2 separate regions of the Danio rerio genome follow, and region 2 is linked to region 1. Evidence: chromatin contacts called from public HiChIP or PLAC-seq data. All regions are on one chromosome and are shown on one strand. Each heading gives the region's core, a stretch centred on a gene start, on an enhancer-like site or on the middle of the called end of the contact. The rest is flanking DNA. Distances are from core to core; before and after follow the strand shown.

Region 1 (5,663 bases), core at 208-2,707:
AGATTCTCAAATGTTTTGGTCGTACTTCTACCCTAATTACAATTATCCTGGGAAGACACTGCCAAAGCCTCAACCTCCACCAACACAGAAGCCTCAAATCTCTCAGATGCGTTGGCCATATTTCTACCCAAATTATGGCAAACCAGTGCTTCCAGAGAAACCAGTTCCAAGGCCAATCCAAACACCACCTGTGAACCCCCAATCCTCAGGGTACCCTCAAGGATTTTGGTCATTTTACTACCCTAAATACCAATCTCCTGGCAGGCCACAGCCAACAGCAAAACCAGTTCCAGCTTCCGTGTCCGATTCTGAATCAGTTGCCCAAGCTCCACCTTTGGACCCTCAGTTGTTTTGGTACCGTCAAGGATTCTGGCCATTTTACTTCCCTCAATACCAATATCCTAGTGGGCCGAAGCCCACAGAGAAACCAGATTGTGTTCCGACCACAACAGTTGCCCCAGTTCCACCGGAGAAGCCTCAACTTCCATGGTACCATCAAGACTTTTGGAAATATTACTATCCTTACTATTATGGTAAGCCAAACCCTGTCAACAAACCAGTCTCATCAGTTGCCCAAACACCAATTCAGTATCCTCAACTGCCAGTATACCCCCAGATCGATTGGTCGTATTACTATAATCGTGGCAAACCGAAGACACCAGTTTCTGCTTCAATTCCCGACACCCCAGCAGTACCCCAACCACCACCCTATAAGCCTCAACCTCAGTACCCCCAGATGTTTTGGCAATATTATCCTAATTTCTTTCAAGAGTTTTATCCGCAATACCCTATCGAGCCTCCCCAAGCCCCTACCGAACCACCACCTACGACCACCCCTCCACCCTGTACTACCGTAGTTGTCAAATGCGAGCCCCCAGAGATCCTTGCTCCCAATTACCCTCCCCAGTACAATGTACAACAACGTCCTATGCTTTATGAAAAAGACCCCTTTTCGCTTCATTTTGTGGATCTGGCTGAGACTGATGCAGATTGAGTCTTTCCCATGATTTTGTAATATGTAATGACTGAGGGCAGATGGAATGGGGTTGCTCAAGTGCTACGCCTGGCTTTGAAAAACAAAAATGCTACGATGTGAATGGAAAATTGCTTGCTTATGTCTCAATTTAATTGTCCAAATTCTCAAACAATTCAATAAATCAAATATGGTCAAAAGTCGTTTTTCTGTTTATTATTTTAATTGTTATTAATATAAATCTCTGGAAGATCCAAGAACCACACGTAGGAGAGACTATGATTCAAGTGTGGAAGATGTAGAGCAAAAACATGGATCTAGTTCACTGCTTTTTTCAGTGGCTGTGTTTCATTGCAAGGCTTTCATTTGTGCTCCTTGCGCGCTCATTCGCACGCTCCCCCCTCCCAGACCTTTTCTGTGTGTGATTCTGGTCTCCAGGGTGTAGCTCAGACACTGCAGTAGAAGCTAGGGCTTGGCTGCTGCACTATACAATGCGCTGAAAGATGGTGCACCAGGAGAAATGTGTTTACCAGGTAAGACCAGCCATTTTGCAGTTTTGTGGCATTGGCGTGCTGTATGTGCAAGTAATAGGTTATGATGTGCGAGTTCAAAGCAAATTGATCATTTTCTGATGAAAGGAACTGTATTTTGAATCAATGTTAAGCTACTGTGTAGGTTTAGCTGAATATCTGATGTTTACTAGAAAAACAATATGCACTGCTTAGGCTAAAATGATGCTGCTCATTTAAAAAAAAAAAAAAAAAAAAAAAAAAGGTCACGTTTGTTTGTGTGTGAGGTATGGGTGTCTGCGTTTGCTTAGCATTATGTGCTAATTTAGTGACAACAATTTTTAAAAAGCAACCAAAAATGACACTTGTGCTAGTTCTCAGAATACTATTTTACAGATATACTAGATTATACTGCAAGTAGTACATCACAGGGAGAGCTGTTTCTCATTTGCCTCTATAATTTAAGTACATCATCAATCAGATGCTCTTCTACACCGTTCATCTATCTATAGCATCAGTCCCAGAGGAACTGCTCTGCACTCAGTATGATAATGCAAAATAAGCCAAGGGGAAAAAAAAAAATGTTAGTTATGGAATTTTACAGTTGCAGGCCTTATGATTATTCTGTAGGTGCCAGACATTTTAAAAGTGCATATGAGTCATTCTGAGCACCAAAAGGCAGCCATGTTGCCATGGCAATAATTTGAGCGGACTACATAGGTTTGAGAATATATATTCATTTCAATATACAGACTATTATGTAGCACAGCAAATGTGTATTCTATCTAGCTATCTACAGTATGTTGATGACGGCCTGTTCTTTCCATCCATCCATTTGTTTATAAAGGGCCTCATCCATCCATCCATCCATCCATGTTTATGAAAGGCATCCTTTCCATCCCTTCATTCCTCCATTTGTTTATGAAAGGCCTTTATCTATCTATCTATCTATCTATCTATCTATCTATCTATCTATCTATCTATCTATCTATCTATCTATCTATCTATCTATCTATCTATCTATCTATCTATCTATCTATCTATCTATCTATCTATCTATCTATCTTGATGAAAGGCCTGTTCTTTCCATCCATCCACCTATCCATCCATTTGTTTATGAAAGGTCTTGTCCATCCATCCATCCATCCACCTATCCATCCATTTGTTTATGAAAGGACTTGTCCATCCATCCATCCATCCATCCATCCATCTATCCACCCATCTGTTTATTAAAGGCCTGTTCTTTCCATCCATCCATTTGTTTACAAAAGGTCTGTTCAGTCCATCCATTTATCCATCCATCTATCGATGTCAGCTTATTTATGAAAGCTATCTATCTATCTATCTATCTATCTATCTATCTATCTATCTATCTATCTATCTATCTATCTATCTATCTATCTATCTATCTATCTATCTATCTTTCCATTCATCCATTCATCTGTTTATGAAAGGCCTGTTCTTTCCATCCATCAATTCATCCATTTGTTTACGAAAGGTCTGTTCCGTTCATCTATCTATGTAACAATCTATTTATGAAAGATCTATCTATCTATCTATCTATCTATCTATCTATCTATCTATCTATCTATCTATCTATCTATCTATCTATCTATCTATCTATCTATCTATCTATCTAGATGAAAGGCCTGTTCTTTTGTATCATCCATCCATTTGTTTATGAAAGGTCTGTTCTGTCCATCCATCCATCTGTTTATGAAAGGTCTGTTCTGTCCATCCACCTATCCGTCCATTTGTTTACAAAAGGTCTGTTCCATCCATCCATCTATCTGTTTATGAAAGGCCTGTTCTTTCCATCCATCCACCCATTCATCTTTTTGTTTACGAAAGGTCTGTTCCATTCATTCATCCATCCATCTATCTATATATCTATCTATTTATGAAAGGCCAGCTCCATCCATCCATCCAATAATTCAAATAAGCTTTATTGGCATTACTTTTCAAGTATTGACAAAAAACTGCAGATTACATAAACAATGAATAAAATAGTGAAGTGATTATACAGTATAATAAGGATAAGTATATACACACAATTAGATATTTGATATATACAAAGACAAATATGATTACTAAAAAAGGTTATGAAAGTAAAATAGTAATATATAATACATATGTCATGTAGATGGTTTGTATTATACATCCTCTCATTTTTCTCTCATTCTTTGTCTCCTTTTTTGTCCAATTATTGACTGTAGTCATTTCCATGCAAGCACACAATCTAAATTTAGATTGTACCTTCCAATCCACACACCCATTATTGCCATCTTTCCTTTTCCACGTTGCTCTTGTAATCCACCAAATTATTTATAATCTTCCTCAAGCTTTAAATAGCCACTGTATGTAGATGTATGAAAGCGGATGAGTGTTTAAAAATGCCATGTCAAACTGCGAGATCCTCTATGGCCTTTTACATGCTGTGTGACTCTGACTGTTCTCCTCATTCAAGTCAACTGTGTTTTCGCTCAGGCCCAGAGGAATGAGAGGGAGTCCATTAGGCAGAAGCTGGCCCTTGGCAGTTTCTATGACGACGGACCGATTACCTTTACTGGCTGTAGCAAGAGCGGCAAAAACTGCCTGTCCTCACGGTCAGTGTGTGCTTCTGTTCAGTGGGTTGGTGGTGTGTCATACAGTACGTAATGTTAGCTATTTTTAGCGTAGAACTGCACTGACTTTGATCGATATAGCTAGCGTTTTAATAAAAGAAATATGACCACTTTTTAAAACCTTTTGGCTGAGAATATTTTTGGCTTTGTCCCATTTGCTTCAAGATGACTAAGCATTATTTGTTACATCATCAAGTTATGAAACAAGCAGCTCTGATTCAATGTTTTCAATCTAAGTAAAGCTTACTTTAATCATTGCATAAAAATTAATCTAATATAATGCTCCTGACACATCCAAATGTTTATAAAGAAGAATTCTCGAATAAATCTGCTTCAGTATTGATTCTTTCAAGTGTTCTAAAAAGAGTATTCCCGGACAAATCTCAGTGTTCACATCTAAAGCTTGTGCATTGCTTTTAGGCCTTAGAAAATATTAAATGTGATAAGATTTACAATTAGAAAAGGTCTTTGCTTTAATTTGCATGGCTACATTCTCTTGCTCTGACAATTGATCATTGTTTTCAACGTAATGCACGGTAAAACCCAAAAAGTAAGGGAACCGTTTAAGGAAACCAATTGCAACAAACTATTTGAGTTAAAAAACTAATCCATATGTGTACTGTGAACTTAATTTAAGTTGAAGTAATGAGGTATTTAATTGACTCATTACCTTTAACACTATATATATAGTATATGTATAGTACACTATATATAGAGTTCAAAACTCTTTTCAAATGAGTAACTACACTCATTTCGTTTGATAAAGTTTACAGTTTTACAGTGTAGAAAAATGACTCTTTAATGAAAGAGGACTTCTGTGTTTATTTTCTGTTGGGTAACCCATATGGGGTTAATTAGAAATGATTGGGCAGATATAGCAGCTAAGAAAGTGCTTTAGTTTGAAGGAGCAGAATGTAAAATTCCTGTGTCTAATTTTCAAACCTGCTTTGAATCTGTACATTTGTGAAATGACAAATGGGATAAAGATTAATGAAAAGAAATAACTGTTTATATATGTATATATATATATATATATATATATATATATATATATATATATATATATATATATATATATATATATATATTGTGGGTGTGTGTGTATATATACAGTTGAAGTCAGAATTATTAGCCCCGCTTTGAATTTTTTTTCTTTTCATAAATATTTCCCAAATTATGTTTACCGACCAAGGAAATTTTTACAGTATGTCTGATAATATTTTGTTTTCCGGAGAAAGTCTTATTTGTTTTATTTCCGCTGGAATAAAAGCAGTTTAAATTTTTTGAAATGCATTTTAAGGTCAAAATAATTAGCCCCTTAAAGCTAATTTTGTTTTTGATAGTCTAAAGAACAAACCATCATTATACTATAACTTGCCTATAATTACCCTATCCAGCCTAATTAACCTAGTTAGGCCTTTAAATGCCACTTTAAGCTGTATAGAAGTGTCTTGAAAAATATCTAGTCAAATATTATGTACTGTCATCATGGCAAAGATAAAACAAACCAGTTATTAGAAATGAGTTTTAAAACGATTATGTTTAGAAATGTGTTGA
Region 2 (5,663 bases), core at 1,221-3,720, 100 kb before region 1:
TTACAAAGTATATTAAGTGTGTATGTTTATGTTGTGTTTTAGTGTCTTTTTTTCTACCTCAGCCCAGATGTTGTTTCTGTATATGTGCAACATTAATAAATAAAACCTTCTGTTTAACATTGTGTTTTGTATGTGGTTGTTTTATGGCCTATTAAAAAGCAGTTGAATATTTTGTGGTTCATGGCATGAAAAGAAAGTTGTAGTAAAACTATTTCTTATTTTCCTTTTCTCGCACAGCAATTTCCACAAGCTAGACTGTTGTTTTTGTTAATTCCTCATGCGCTACAGGACAATAAGTCATAATAATGTCTTAATGTACAGTTATAAATTTATATAAAAAGGGTCAGTTCATTAATGCTTGGAAAACAATTGTATTGTCATTAGATGCCACAATAATTGGCATTTGGAGTTGTGTTGATGCATAGATCATCTTGCTTATAAACGAGTAAATAGTTAATTGCCTTTTGTAATATATTTACAAGTTTTATTTTCAGATGATCTCATAGTGGGTTGAACTAACTATATGCAGTGTCTAAGATTATGGGATGGCAGGGTCCGAACTAGAATTATAACATTCAAACTAAGATTTAAGATTTACATTGATATACAGATAACATTGCTAAAGAGTTTAAAGACCTGATGAATAGTAGTAAAGCATAATATTTGCAATGCTTTTTTATTGTTAAATTAGAGGTGATTCTGGAATTAAAACACTTCATGTGACAGCACCTCATATAAAACCTAAAGCATTCCCATTGAGGTCATGTTATTTGTTGAGTACACAGTAACAGCTGTACACTGGGGAAAAAAAAAGACAAGGGTTCCACACAATCAATTTGTGTTGGGACAACAAGAAGGAAAAAAAATGTAAGTGGATTGAACACAATAGAACTATGTTGTCACAAAAAAACAAGAATTTTGTTTTAAGCTTATTTTAATAAAGTAGCTTAAAGGTGTTTTTGAGTGCAATACAAACCTGCTTGCAAACCATAATAATTATGTGGAGTATGAACACATTTTGATTTATTACGAAATAATTCTATTGACCGATTTGGTAGATTTTATAGGTTTATAAACAAAAAGTGTTTATAGAAAGCAGAATAAATGTAAGTGTTTCCTCATGTTTGAAATAACATTTTCAAAGAAATAAAAATATGAGTGAAATAGTTGAACACAGTGTGTAGTATATTCATATACAGTTGAAGTCAGAATTTTTAGCCCCCCTATTTATTTTTTTTCCCCAATTTCTGTTTAACGGACAGAATTTTTACAAAACATTTATTATAATAGTTTTAATAACTCATTTCTAATAACTGATTTATTTCATCTTTGCCTTGATGAGAGTAAATATTTGACTAGAGATTTTTTCAAGACACTTCTATACAGCTTAAAGTGACATTTAAAGGCTTAACTAGGTTAATTAGGTTAACTAGGCAGGATAGGGTAATGCGTTTCTGTAATCTATTGAAAACAAATTAAGCTCAAAAGGGCTGATAATTTTGTCCTTAAAATGGCTTTTAAAAAAATAATAACTGATTTTATTTTGGCCGAAATAAAACAAACAAGACTTTCTCCAGAAGAAAACATATTATCAGACATGCTGTGAAAATTTCCTTGCTCTGTTAAACATCATTTGGGAAATATTTAAAAAAGAAAAAAATCAAAGGTAGGCTAATAATTTTGACTTAAACTGTATACTGTTTTAAAGTAAAATGAAACAATCTCAAATTCGCCTGTACATAATACAATTTAAGTACTAAAATATGTTTTATTTAAACTGATATAAATTTCTTGCTATAAATATTTTTAGGGCTGCATTGTGATCGTTAAACAGTCATTAAATAAGTCTTGTACTAAATAATCATGAAAATAATTGCAATATACACTATTGTTGAACTCAAAGACATTACTAATGGATGTCTTCTGTTGATAGTTACATGATAGTTTACATTTATATTATAAAAGTGAATAAAATTAAACATCAATGACAACAATACAAAATGTTTCAAATGCAAGACATTATTCAAATTTCATAAAAATATATTTTATGGCTATGTGAAACAATGTCTTTCCAGTAAACATTTTATTACTCTCTCTCTCTTTAAGAAATTTATTATTTTTCTCCCTAAACATTAAACCAGATATATGTTCTTATTTTTTTCTTGGAATGAATCAGGTACATCCTAGCATGACCTAAACTAATACAGTTGCTGTGCCAGATTTAATTTTATTTATTTATGGCACTATTTATTTATATGACATGTGATTACGGTTGATAGCCATCCAGAAAGATAAACCATTTTTTCTTGCCTTGAGAATAACTAAGCTTTCCCAGTTTTGCCCGCTCTTCTAGTGGGATCCGTTTAGCAGCACAATGACCCCACATAACTCTTTTTTTTCCACACCTAGCACCCCTCACCGCTAGGGGGAGCACGTTTCCCCGGGCAGTCGGCGTCAATGAAAGCAATACAAAACCCTCTGGAAGGAGAGCACAGGGAAGCTCTCCGAGTAGCCACGACATTCCGGACCAAAATTATCTTTTCTACCACACATATTACGTGTTATTCTCCGATCTCAACAAGCGAGGTAACGTGAAATAGGAGTACGGATTAATAATCACCTTTCAAGCCCGCCAGCTCATGGAATATTTGCGCTGAAACAGAAGATTCCTGGGAACTCCGGAGCAAGGCAAGGAAGGAAGGAAAGAAAGAAACAACGAACGGGATTAACAAAAAAGTCCACTGGCGGGTGAAAGCGAGCAAAAGCCCGTTCTGGAGGGGCATCAGGGGAGCCCCTGCACTGGATGACCGCCGTCCACTTCTCCCCAGCGGTCTGCAATGGGGGAGACTAAAGTTATCTACCATCTCGACGACCAGGAAACTCCATACCTGGTCAAACTGCCCATCCCTGCCGAAAGGGTCACCCTTTTGGACCTGAAAAATGCTCTCAAGAAACCAAATTACAAGTTTTTCTTTAAATCAATGGACGATGACTTTGGGTGAGCTCACCGTACATTCGTTTTCTTAGCACTTCTGCATGAATTCTCTCCTTTAACTCCAGCTCTCCGCACGTTTTCTTCCCTTGTTTGGATCTCATATCGACTGCCATGATCTTCCAGAGCCTGATATATATCTTTCATTGTTTGTGCGAGTGTGGGGACGAAGTCAAATGTGAGGTGTGTGTGTGCGTGCGTGTGTGTGTGTGTGGAGTTCAGCAGGGGTGAATGTTTGGTCCTGTTCAATTGAAGACGGCATCCATTTTAAGACTGGATTACTCTCAAATACGGCGTTTGGCCTGATCTTGGGGTGTAGTTATTAAGTTAAGTGAGTGGTTTGGGATCACAGTCAAAGTATTAACAGGGTGTTGTTCGATATCATTCCTTAAATGTTCTCCCGCGTCAGTCTAAATTACCATGACTACACAAAAAAACACTAGTCCTTTTGGGGTTTCTTTACACTTATTATGCATAGACCCGGTTCCTAAAGTATTTTCTTTTTTTATCCTGTGTCAGAATATTGAAGAGCGAGTATTGCCGAAACTATCTAGCTTAACAAACCTTAACACACTAAGGAATTTTCCACCCTAAATCAAAAGCACATCCCAGAACTAACTTGCAGAATAATCTGAGTCTGCCGAGCGCATGCGCTGTTCAACGACTAACATTGATCCCTAAAACCGAGCACCCGAAAGATTTTTTTTAACATTCTAGTTACATTTTATTTATGACGGGCTCTTTCTTGGTCAGTAGCCATAACGCAAATTTCAACGTGAACTCTTTGACCTCGTAGGCTTAAAAAGACTAAAAGTAGACGTTGTACACATAATGAATCTGAGACCTGGGGGCTGTTCCATAAACCAAGCTTAGATAAAAAGCCAGGCTTATTTTGGTAAGTCAGGTTTATTAATGGCGGATTCTCTTTCATAAATCAAATTTACGATAGTTCAAACTCAATTATTATGGCAAATGCTGGGAAACTAACCTGGTCTGGGGCAGGTTACTTCTCAGGTGAATCAAAGTAATGTTAACATTCGCATATCGTAATTTGATGCCCTTTTTATTAACTTAACCTCTTAATAATGATTAAAACTTTATAGTCACTTGATAGTATGTATGTATATGTATATATATATATATATATATATATATATATATATATATATATATATATATATATATATATGTATATGTATGTATATATATGTATGTATATATGTATGTATATATATGTATGTATATATGTATGTATATATATGTATGTATATATATATATATATATATGTATGTGTATATATATATATATATATATATGTATATATATGTATGTATGTATATATATATATATATGTGTATATATATATATATATATATATATATATATATATATATATATATATATATATATGTATATATATATGTATACATACATACACACCAAACATCTTGTAGAATAGAACAATAATACATTTAAATTAAAACAAGTTATTGCAAACAATTCTAATACAAACTACAACATTTCAACTAAAATTTTATTTATTTTTATGTTTCTGTTGATAGGCATTAGTTGCCAGAGTAACTGAGTTTAAACCATCTAAATTTGATTTATGAAACAGATTCCGCCATTTATAAACCTGACTTTCCAAAATAAGCCTGGCTTTTTCTGGTTTATGGAACAGCCCCCAGGATTACCCGGCCGTAGAAAACAAGGAAATAGAGCATTCTAAAATTCAATGTGATCTACAGACTTTCAAAAGTGACGATAATTATTAAAAAATTGGTTCAAATATGTAAATTAAAATATAAAACATTTCAGTGAATTTTTGGACATTTACCTTGTATTTTGACGTTATTATGGGACAATTCTTAACACTAAGAAAGATGTCAAAGACATTAATGTCTGCGAGTTTACAATATACAACATACTTTGTAGAAATTCTGTGAATTAAACCGTACAACCCAAAAGAAACTATGCTAATCAGAAGGATAAGAGTTGACTAATTATAGAACAAAAATTATTTATTGTTTTTTTATTTGGCAAGTTTTGCATTTATGAAGAAAAAGCTTTATCATGGATGTGATATCTCTCCGTTATGGATGTGACATGTGAAATCGGCACTTGTGTGATTTTGGTCAATCAAATATAATTGTTTGAAAACATTAACAGAGACATTTTTGAGTATTTTAAAGCACTGTAAAATACTTGCTTACACAAAAAAACGCTGATACGGTTTCGCTATTTTGGTGAAAACTTAATTTCATCATTGCAAGGTTGACATTTGCATGGCATTGCTCATGAACAAATCTTGTTAGTCACATTTAATTAGGAATTGTTTTGAGTTGTGTTCTGGAACTTTATTTAAAGGGATAGTTAACAAAAATGTCAATTTTGTCATCATTTACTCATTCTTTACTTTTTCCAAAGCTTTACAAGTTTCTTTCTTTTTAAACAAGGTTTTAAACTCAAAGAACACGTTTCTGAAACTGCTGGGAACTGTTTACCATTGACTTCAATAATATTTGTTTTTACTACTATTCAAGTCTGTGATTATAAGTTTTTGGCTTTCTTGAAAATATATATATTTTTATGTTACCACTCAAGGGTAGAGTAAATAGTACATTTTCAATATTGGGTGAACTATCCCTTTAAGGATCACAGTGCAGTTCT

What was found. HiChIP or PLAC-seq counts read pairs in DNA pulled down with a chosen protein or histone mark.
Region 2: an H3K4me3 HiChIP or PLAC-seq map of gastrula embryo shows a contact between it and region 1, with 2.9 times the contacts expected there. The contact joins the promoter of dvl3a here to the promoter of zgc:153615 in region 1. A contact is called at or near these places in 2 of 4 datasets of contacts at active chromatin or transcription factors (embryo and gastrula embryo).

Annotation. Positions count from the first base shown.
Region 1 is chr2:9,989,308-9,994,970 of GRCz12tu, reverse strand. zgc:153615 reads left to right here and starts at 1,457. Exons shown (of 8, transcript NM_001077791.1): 1 at 1,457-1,506; 2 at 3,970-4,088. The coding sequence starts at 1,477. It overlaps wu:fi34b01, which reads left to right. Exons shown (of 4, transcript XM_001338062.8): 4 at 1-1,173. The coding sequence ends at 994.
Region 2 is chr2:10,089,904-10,095,566 of GRCz12tu, reverse strand. It overlaps dvl3a (dishevelled segment polarity protein 3a), which reads left to right and starts at 2,470. Exons shown (of 15, transcript NM_131757.2): 1 at 2,470-2,998. The coding sequence starts at 2,838. It overlaps si:ch1073-170o4.1 (a long non-coding RNA gene), which reads left to right. Exons shown (of 4, transcript XR_659919.4): 4 at 1-122.